Linked DNA regions of Gossypium hirsutum: region 1 is linked to region 2. The links are chromatin contacts, called in public Hi-C maps. All regions are on one chromosome and are shown on one strand. The core of a region is the stretch at or near the end of the contact, and the rest is flanking DNA. Distances in the headings are between cores, read along the strand shown. Region 1 holds the start of LOC107921220 (insulin-degrading enzyme-like 1, peroxisomal). Region 2 holds the start of LOC107918136 (probable galactinol--sucrose galactosyltransferase 2).

Region 1 (4,949 bases), core at 2,046-4,545, 880 kb after region 2:
CATCAGAAAGCCCAATCGATTGAGAATCAAGTCAGAGTACATACACACTATCCATCCCTCATATCAGTAGAAATTTTGGTCATTTTGATGACAGGTTATAAATGGCATGTACTAGGAGCCTTTAAGTTATTTTGCTCATGATAATGTTGTTTATAAGTTGGTTTAAGTAAGTTTTGTGGTTGTATATATATGTTGGTATTTTTGGTTTAAGTTTGAGCCTTGATGTGCTTTTAGTCATTGTTAAGTGCCTATTGTAATTAGCTTGAGATATGGTTAACAGTTGCGATGAATGGAGGAAACGACCTATCTTTAAGGTAATGTTTTGTTATCTTTAAGGTAATTTTCAAGTCAGACAATTGGCCTAATGGGTAATTGAACTTGAAAGTTGGACCTAAAATCGTAAATTGGGCCCGAAAGCCCAAAATCGATACCAAGACCCAATAATTGGTCGAACTGGGCCCGGTATGTGAAACCGGGCCAACGGTCTAACTGGTGGCTAAACTGGATTTGTCAGGTCGTCATCGACTCGGACCGAATCGACAGCAACCGAACTGGCTCGGAATGCCGTAAGGGTGTCGCACCTATATTACTGGACACGATAGTGCCGGTGGCTGCGACAACAGCGTCCCGGTGGCTGGTCATCGATGGTTAAGCAGTGGAAGGGTTACACTCGTACTGGGACTCTACCAGAGAATTTGATTTCAGATTAATTATTCAAAAATAATATTATTTTAATAGTTTAATATTAAATTAAATTTAATACTTATCTTAATAGTATTTTATTAATTTAATATTAAAGTGATTATCTTAATATTAAATTTAATTTAATGTTTATTTACAAGATAAACATTCTATATTTTAATGAGATTTATTATTAAATTTAATAAATTTAACATTAAATTGATTAAATTTAATCATAGTTGAACTCTCTAAACTCTCCCTATATAAAGAGAGCATTAGGTCATTATGTATAGACATTTGAATTCAAGAGAAAGTTGTAAAGAGAAATTTTCTCTGAAGAGATTATTCTAGAAAATTTATAGAGATATTTTTGTGATTTACAACTTAACCCAAAAGTTTAGAGAAATTTCAAGATTAACCCACTGGTAATTTTTGAAAAAAATTTTGATTCGAAGTGATCCTACATTCGACAAACGTGAGCTTGAGGATAACAATGAAGACTAATCGATTGAAGCACTCATCCTAGACAAATCGAAAATGTACAATTTTGAGTAAGTGTTTATTACTTTAGATATCACAACCAATATCTTGTTTTGGAAAAATTTTAAAACCATGGTTTTTCTCTAAATTTATTTTCCGCTGCGTTTTTCAAACTCGTTTTTTCTAACATCATTTTGTTTCGATAAATGGCATGTACGTAGGTTTTGAGTCAATTTTCATAATATGAGATCTTGTTGATAATTAAATCTAGAAATGGTAAAGTTTAGTATGGCCAAATGGTTGGTTATATAATTGAGATTGGTATATATATGAATTGAATGAGATGATGTATGACGTATGGCATATAAGTGTATTTCTATCATATGGTTAAATAGTTAGACTCGTGGAACTTGGCATATGTGTTTAAGTTGAAATGATAAATTTGATGTAATGCATATGTATAAAAGATGTTAATGTTTAGAAGTAAACATATTTGAGATGAATCCTTGTTGAAATGGTCGAACTGGATCATAAGTTTAATTGTTTAGGTGTTGCAAAATTTGTACCATTTGAAAGTAGATGGTCACGTTGCGACATTGGGCCCCTTAACGTCATGACGAGATCAAGTTAGTGAGTTGCATTGCAATGAGAAACTCTTAAAGTCGCGACGTCAACCCGATATTCTGAAAACTTTATAATTTGGTCCTTACTCAACCTCGAGTCATCTTAAGAGCTTTCGTAAGCTTGTAAAGGACCTGGAAATGAATGTATAACATATGGTGAATACATATTATAATTAATAGCATCTATACTTGGTTAAATTGAATCGTAGTTGATTGTAATTGCTCTGACAATGAATGTGACGTCCCATAGCTCTGACCCGATGATCAGGTTGGGTATAGGTGTTACAAGTACCTAGGTATTATAAGTGTTGAGAAATAATGATTTTGGTACTAATTTGTCATGTAATTAAGTCGAAATTTGTTGAGAATCCTAGAATATATTACTTAGAGGTTAATCATGGACGAATGTATGATATCTTAAATGATGTTTTTAAGTGGATTAAGGTTTAAAAATGGTCAAGAATGATTGAACAAGAATTTGACATGTTTTGGCATGTAAATAAGGTGTTTTAAGGTCATTTTGACACTTTAGGATAGATGTGCTGCAACAAATACCAATAAGTATCGGTATAAGTCCTTCAAAGAGAAAAAATAAATAGTAATAAGGACTTGTGCCGCAAAATCCCTAGATGCTGCGCAACAAGTGCCTTGTTTTCACTATTTTGTGTCCAAACAAGCTTAGAATGATCCTGATTACAACAAACTTTAAAGGAAGTTTAGAAATGGTTCAAATTACTTTAAAAGACCATAATAAAGTTCAAATGAAGTGTTTAATATTATCTATAAAGTTTTGTGAAGTTAGTGAACTTAATGTCCAAATGTGACATCAGGGGCGAAGCCAGAAAATTTTTTTAGGGGGGGCCGGATGAAATTTTAATTTTTTATAGTTTATATTTTTATAATATGTAAATGATTAAATTGAATTTTTATAATTTTAGGAGGGGCTAAAGTGCAATTTTACCTTTACTAATTTAAAATTTTTAAAAAATTGTAAGGGCCTAAAGTGAAATTTTCCATTTTAGGGGGGGCCGGGGCCCATGCTAGCCCCCCTGGCTACGCCACTGTGTGACGTCCTTTCCTCAGTTATTTATGTAACTCGGGTAATGAGTGTTACATATAGATTAATTTCTTAATATAATTTTTTTATAGATAGCTAATTTATATATTTTTATATTATTTTTGAGTAAAAATATGCCATAAGTCATTCTAAGATTTGTAAATTTAAAATTTAGTTTGTAGGCTTTTATTTCTAGAAATTTATTCCTTATACTTTTCAAATTTTAAAATTTAACTTAATTAAAATCTCATTTTTTTTATTTACATTGTTACAAAATGAGTATTTTTATTATTTTAAAATTTCACACTAATAAATTTAACAAAAAAAATTTTAACAATTTTAATAATTAGAATAGGCTAAATTTCGCTAAATTTCTTAAAATAGAATTACATTCCAAAATTGTAAAGAGTACAAGGTTTTACCTGCAAGTTATGTAATCTTAACGCTGTATACAAACTAAACGCCCAAATCAAAACAATCTTTGATCCATGTGTTGGACAAAAGAACAAGAGAAAAAAAAAAGACTTGATCCATGTACAGTCAATTTTAGGTGAAGCAAAGTCAAGTTTGAGAAAGTATGGAAAGAAACTACGAACCTTCCTCTTTCTCTCTTTATAGACGTATCATCCGGCCCGGAAGTAGCAGATTAATAACTCAATCTTCTCTTCCGCTTTCCATACCCAAGCTCAAATCATCCAAACATAGATAAGCAGTGAACTGAGAAATGGCGGTCAGCATTGAAGATGTGGAGATTTTAAAGCCCAAAACGGACAAAAGAGAGTACCGAAGGATCGTCCTTAAAAATTCCCTTCAAGTTCTTCTTATTAGCGATCCCGACACCGACAAGGCAAATTAATCTTCCAATTCCTTGACTTTCATTTCATTCCCAAATCCATTACTATTATGAACCTTTCTTTCTAATTTCCTTGTTTCTTTTTTTATTTATTTTATGTTACAGTGTGCTGCTTCTTTAAATGTGGGTGTCGGTTCCTTTTGTGACCCTGTCGGCCTCGAAGGCCTCGCCCATTTTCTTGGTATTTATTTTTTTTAATCCATTTATTTGATCTTCTTTTTGTATATGTGAACTGCCAGGAATTTTTTGTGTTACTTCTATTCTTTGAATTTAACAGTGTGTGACTTAAGCAATTCTGTTCCTCATCGTGTTCTTAAATAAATTGAATGGGCTAAAATTTTGTAATCAGTATAGCTCTCACTAAAATATGTCATTAATGCTGATTAAAAAAAAATTCTGTTGGTTCAGTAAAGTTTATTATTACTGGGTTGAACTTCCCTTATCGTAAATAATTCAAAATGATCTTATTGATTTTCTGATTATTTTTTGTGGTATTATTGTTTCTGTGCATTGATTTAATTGTTGAAAGAACTCTGGTCCAGCAATTGAACAAGAATTGCATGGTAGTGGGATAGTTATGATTTTTACTTTGTTTTTTATGTTTAACATGTTGTCCTTCCTTGCAGAGCACATGCTGTTTTATGCTAGCGAGAAGTATCCCTTGGAAGATAGCTACTTAAAGTATATAACAGAGGTATTGCCCATCTTAAATGCAGAATGGTCATCTATTGATGAGTTCATGCGGTTTTAATGGTTACTTTTTATGAAGTTAAAGTTCCTCGTGTTTTAATTACAAACTTGCTATATAAGTATGCAGAAATTGTTAAAAGAAAGGGAGAAAAAAAGAAAAAGAAAAAACCAAAGTTTGAGAGGGGTTCAGGTTCTTAGTATCTCTAGTATTGCTTACTAGTCACTTGCATCATACCTTACGCCATTAAAATTACTGTGCCTTTTATGAGGTCAGGTATTTGGATCAGTTATTTGGCTGTTATTGATATAAAAACCATTGTAATAGATAAGCACTTCTAAACCTTTTAAACCATAAAAGTATCAAAATTATTTCTGAAGCATCAATAAAAGGGGTGATTACAAATTCTTGGTATCTTTTTTTGCCAAAACAATTGTATAATATTATAATTACAGAAAGACATGCATAATAGATAAGCAATCTTAATCTTAGAACCAATTGAACATCAAATTTGAAAGGATTCATGTAAGATGTTTGTGATCTAATAACCGATTAATTGTTAGCTAA
Region 2 (4,721 bases), core at 1,589-4,088:
TTTGTTTCTTCATATTTTCTTTCAATAAAATCCCCTTTTCCATTTTTATATTTATTTTCTTTTCCACCATTATCATGAGCCACTAAAACCTATCTAGCCGAAAGTTGTCAATATTCCCCAAAAAGGGTTCTTGAGGCCTAGAATCCGTACTTAGCCTTCTCGCCAAGTATTCATCGTTTCTCCGCACTACGGGCTGACGCTTCCGTCCATGGCCCTTAAGAAGTAAGCTTTTCAGCATATGCAAAGGCGGCCGCTTTGTATGTTTTGGAAGGATTACACAGTCGGTTCGTTAACTTACTGCGTCAGAGGTTGGCAAGCCAAAGAGACAAAATGGCGTGGGATTCGCCATTGAGAAGCATTGATCTAACATAGATTACTAGCTAGAGTCAGGTTCCCTAAAAATCGTAAGTCTAATCTTTGGAGCTGGTGGTCGTAGGCGTCCTCTTCCACTATAACTGGCTTACTTGAGTTGAGAAGGGTTATTTAAAAGCTGAGGATTGAACCCAAGGCGGAATGAGACAACTGGAGGCTGGAATCTACCAATAAGAATTTCTTTTCCTTTAACTCTCTTTATTATTTTTATATATTCTCCATCTCAATTTCCGTCATTTATTTAATTTTGCAATTTCAATTTAATTTAAATACTATTTTTATTTTTCCAAATCGAAATTCTTAATTCTATTTTTTTAATTTTTTCAGGAACGCAAGTTTCTTGGCCAAGAAATTGTCTAAGATTTCAAGAAACGAGCATTCGTACAATCCGGTCCCTGAGGATTCGACCTTACTTCCCATTTACTGTTATTTTTATTATTTTACAGGGAATAGGATATTTTTGGTGCTCTCAACGACCGCATCAACAGTCTTCCTTAGTTGTAAATTTTTGGCCTACAAACAACTCCTCACATTCAAGATTTATGGCCAATCGGCAGGCAGGTAATATATCGGGGTACTCCGAAAACTTAAATGTATACGCCACATTAGGATTTACGGTCGACATGTGGGCCCTAGGATCATTGTGCATGACAATGCCTCAACTTGGGTTCCTGGTTGAAGAAGCGTAAATAGTTCTATCATCATTCATGCCTTCACCGTCGATATCATCCGGGACCTCGTCTAAATCGGGATCACTATAATCTTCAGCCTCTTAATCAGAAGGACTATTATTATCACGTCCATCTTCACCATTTGCATCGGTCTCAATTACTGGCGAATGTATTTGTAAACGGAGACCTGGGTTAAGGTTCTCAAACACATATGGAGAATTAATATTGATGTCAAACATGCATATAGTCGTTCGCCTATCAACGGACGTTCTCGGAACCTCCATACACGGATCTTTAAACTTCATGTTCTTCACTTAATGAAGTGAAATCTTCACTTGGCTCTACATCAGCTAACTTAGCAAACAACTGAACCAATTCAGTGTGGCCACTCTGATTCTGGTAATAAAGTGCGACTATTGTCTCTATGTCTTCATTGTCTATAAATCCCATCAGTCTACAAATTCCATCTCGGTGAATTTGATGGGATTTGTCGAAACTGGGACTTTGTAGAATAGTTTCGAGATTCTCTTCCCACAATGTTTAATAATTTTTGAACTGATCCTTTCTTTCATATTATCAATCGACACATTTTTATTAAATCTCATAGCTATTTGTTGGTGAAATTCAAATATAAAACCAAATGTTGTTAAAATTACTCTATCGAAATAAACGCAAATTGATTATCCATCTTCAATATAAATATGTAAAAATATTTAAACATAATTAAATTTCTCAATATTTTTTTCAAAAACAAAACAAGATTCTACTATAAAAAATATAATAACAAAAATTAATCACTGTACAAACCTTACAAATCTTTCTGACTTCTCTTCTTTGTTTTCTCCTCTTCTACAAAAAAAATTTCCTTGTCTTTCTTCTTATTTGTTAGCTGCTACAACCATTCAACCAAACACAAAAAACACTAAAACAATTCAACAAATCAAAACACAAAAATTTTTACAACGCTTCATACAAATTACTATAACCGTTCAACTCAAATATATAAGGGTTTCGTGCCGCTTGACAACCTTCCTCCCCCAACTGGTGCCGGCTGTCACATGCCCTCCAAGCTTGGTGCCGCCAGTTTAGTACCCTTCACCCCTTTTTACCCGTATTTTGTTCAATAGTTTTTTCTGTATACTAATGTTGCCGTAGAACGTCTCTTCACAATTAAAAAATTATTTTTTAAAACATATCATGAGCTAAAGATGAATGTATTATAATTGAGCAGAAAAAAAGGGCGATGCTGCCACCCCTTTCAGTCCACCTCTTAGCATTGTTAATTTCACCCATTTTGGTAAATAATGTCACTGAGATATTATTTTAGTATTTAATTAGTTTTTAGTATTATCAAGGTAACCATTACTAGCATTAAATAAATAAATTATCCTTTGAATGATTGAATTGCTTAGTAAATTGAAAAAAAAATAGAAATAAATTAAAATATTAACAAAAACAAGTAACATACGGATCCACAAATATTCAGATTCATGTTTTAATAGAAATTACAAGCCCCTTTCATTTCCACCGCTGTTTAAATTTACAATTCAGAGATGCCTTCTGTCACTCAGTCACGGATTGCTCAGCAACAGTAAGCAATAAACCCTAACCCAAAATATCTAATATGTTTATTATTATTTTATTCATTAAAAAAAATTGTAGAACAAAAACAAAACGTTTCTAAAAGAATAGCAATAATAGAATATAAAATTCCACGTGGCAGTACACCAATGATCCCGTAATAGAAGTTGCTCGATATTTAACCCCCAGAAATTGTGGCTATAAAAACCCAGCTTCTTCACCCTCATTACTCGCATCCGTTGTCTGAAAGAGGAAAACAAAGCCATTTTTAGTGGTTTCGCTCTCTCTCCCTCTCTCTAGAGAAGAGGCATTCCCTTTGTCGGAGTGCGCTTCTGCTGAGTGTTTCTTTCGTTTTCTTTTGTTTTAAGTTTTGGAGTCAAGAGTGTTTCAAGCTTCTTAGTCCTATTGGCTGCTTAACGACCTAAGCTAGCCCCGCCGGATATAGGTGAGTTCATTTTGGGGTTCTCAGCCGTCAACTGTGAAATTAAATAGTGGTTTATGGTGGATTCTCTTTTTAGAGTAACATTTGTTTCCCTTTTGGATGACTTGTTGTTGGTTCCCTGGTGATGATGAAATGGGACGTGATTTGGATTTGGATTTTGGAGTTTCTATGATCTAAAATCTTTTGGAACTTTTTGTTTGTTAAATTTGAAAGTTTTATGGATTTGTTATTTAAATTGTATTTTACTTTATTTCATTTTTTTTAAGTCCTGTTTTTCCTCTCTGCGATTTGTTTCTGGTTTCGTGGTGATCATGATCATGAAATGAGACGTGCTTTGGAGTTTTTATGATCTGATTTTTTTTTAAATTTCCTGTTTGTTAATTCTGAGATTTTGATCGATTTATAAAGCTTCTGCTTTCCATGACTATGGATTATGGTATGGAGTAGATCTGCGCTTGACGAAGAACGTAATTATAACAATAAAATCTTATTTACGTAAGAGTTAAGATCACGACGATAAATCCCTCGAATTACATGGTTATGAATTATGATTTTGCTCTTACGGTGACAGATAATTTTTTTTAATAAATATCTGTTTAATTGAAAATTCATCGTCGTTTAAAATTTTGCCAACTTTTTATAATCCTCTGTTTAACTAAAAGAAGTTCGTGTTTTCTTTTTCACGTTTTTTCTTCTGCTGTATTAATCGTGAAGGTCTTTTAGATTATTGGACCTGCTTTTCTCGTGTATCCGTCCAAACTTGCTCTAACTCTAAGCATACACTTTTTCTTTTCTTTTCTTTTTTTCTTAGAAAAAAAAAATTTCTGAAAGTGAAAAATTAAGAATTTATTTATTTTTCTAATAAAAAGAGGAGCTTTGTTTATAGTCTGAACAGATCATTGTGGTCCGCCGGCGGCCTTCTCTTTTTCATATTTATTTTTTTCCGTTGATGATCTTCAAGTAAACCATCTGAAAGTTACTTGATTATAAAAGATAGTTCGTATATTCCTTCAAAAAAAAAAAAAACCAAAAAGTAGCTTACAATCCCAATTTAGCGACGAACTGTAGCTTAAATCACGGTAAATAAATAAATTTGAACAGTTGCTCTCTTTTTTCATTCATACCTTGACCATTCCAGATTTTTCTTCATGGACATAATATTTTATCCCAATAAACAAAAAAAAAAAACAGAGCTGGTTTTCTGTCTCGATAAATTAAAAATGCTTTTTAATATTTTACACAATTTTTTCTTTTTCAGAAATTTTTTTTCGTTCTTTATAAGTTTTGGGTGGGTTCAAAATTCCATGATTGTTCAGCGGATAGGTGAGAAAATGTTAAGCACAACATCAGTGAAGCAATTGGGGTGGTTTCTTCCTTCTGGAAAATCTCATGGCACTGGAAATGTTCCTTACAAAAGCCTAAACTTTCCAAGATATTTTAAACCCATTGGTCAAAATTTTAGACTCTACCCCTTACCCATTTTTATTTTGCTATATTCGTCTTCTGCAAATAGGTGGTCTTTAAATTTTTGTTTTTGTTATCTAGTATAATTCTTAATTGTTTTTATCGAAACTCTGTTTCTGAATTTAATGTAAACATCTTTTAACTTTTTGCCTTTTTTTTTTGTTCTTATATATATATATATATATCTGTTC

Evidence for each region. Hi-C and Micro-C count contacts between places; a contact is called where the count stands out from the background.
Region 1: a contact with region 2 is called in a Hi-C map of leaf, with 2.3 times the contacts expected there. The contact joins the promoter of LOC107921220 here to the promoter of LOC107918136 in region 2. A contact is called at or near these places in 3 of 34 Hi-C or Micro-C datasets (hypocotyl and leaf).

The regions. Positions count from the first base shown.
Region 1 is chrA01:41,789,826-41,794,774 of Gossypium_hirsutum_v2.1, forward strand. LOC107921220 (insulin-degrading enzyme-like 1, peroxisomal) reads left to right here and starts at 3,296. Exons shown (of 25, transcript XM_041111082.1): 1 at 3,296-3,688; 2 at 3,800-3,875; 3 at 4,321-4,388. The coding sequence starts at 3,566.
Region 2 is chrA01:40,908,397-40,913,117 of Gossypium_hirsutum_v2.1, forward strand. It overlaps LOC107918136 (probable galactinol--sucrose galactosyltransferase 2), which reads left to right and starts at 2,839. Exons shown (of 14, transcript XM_016847667.2): 1 at 2,839-3,069.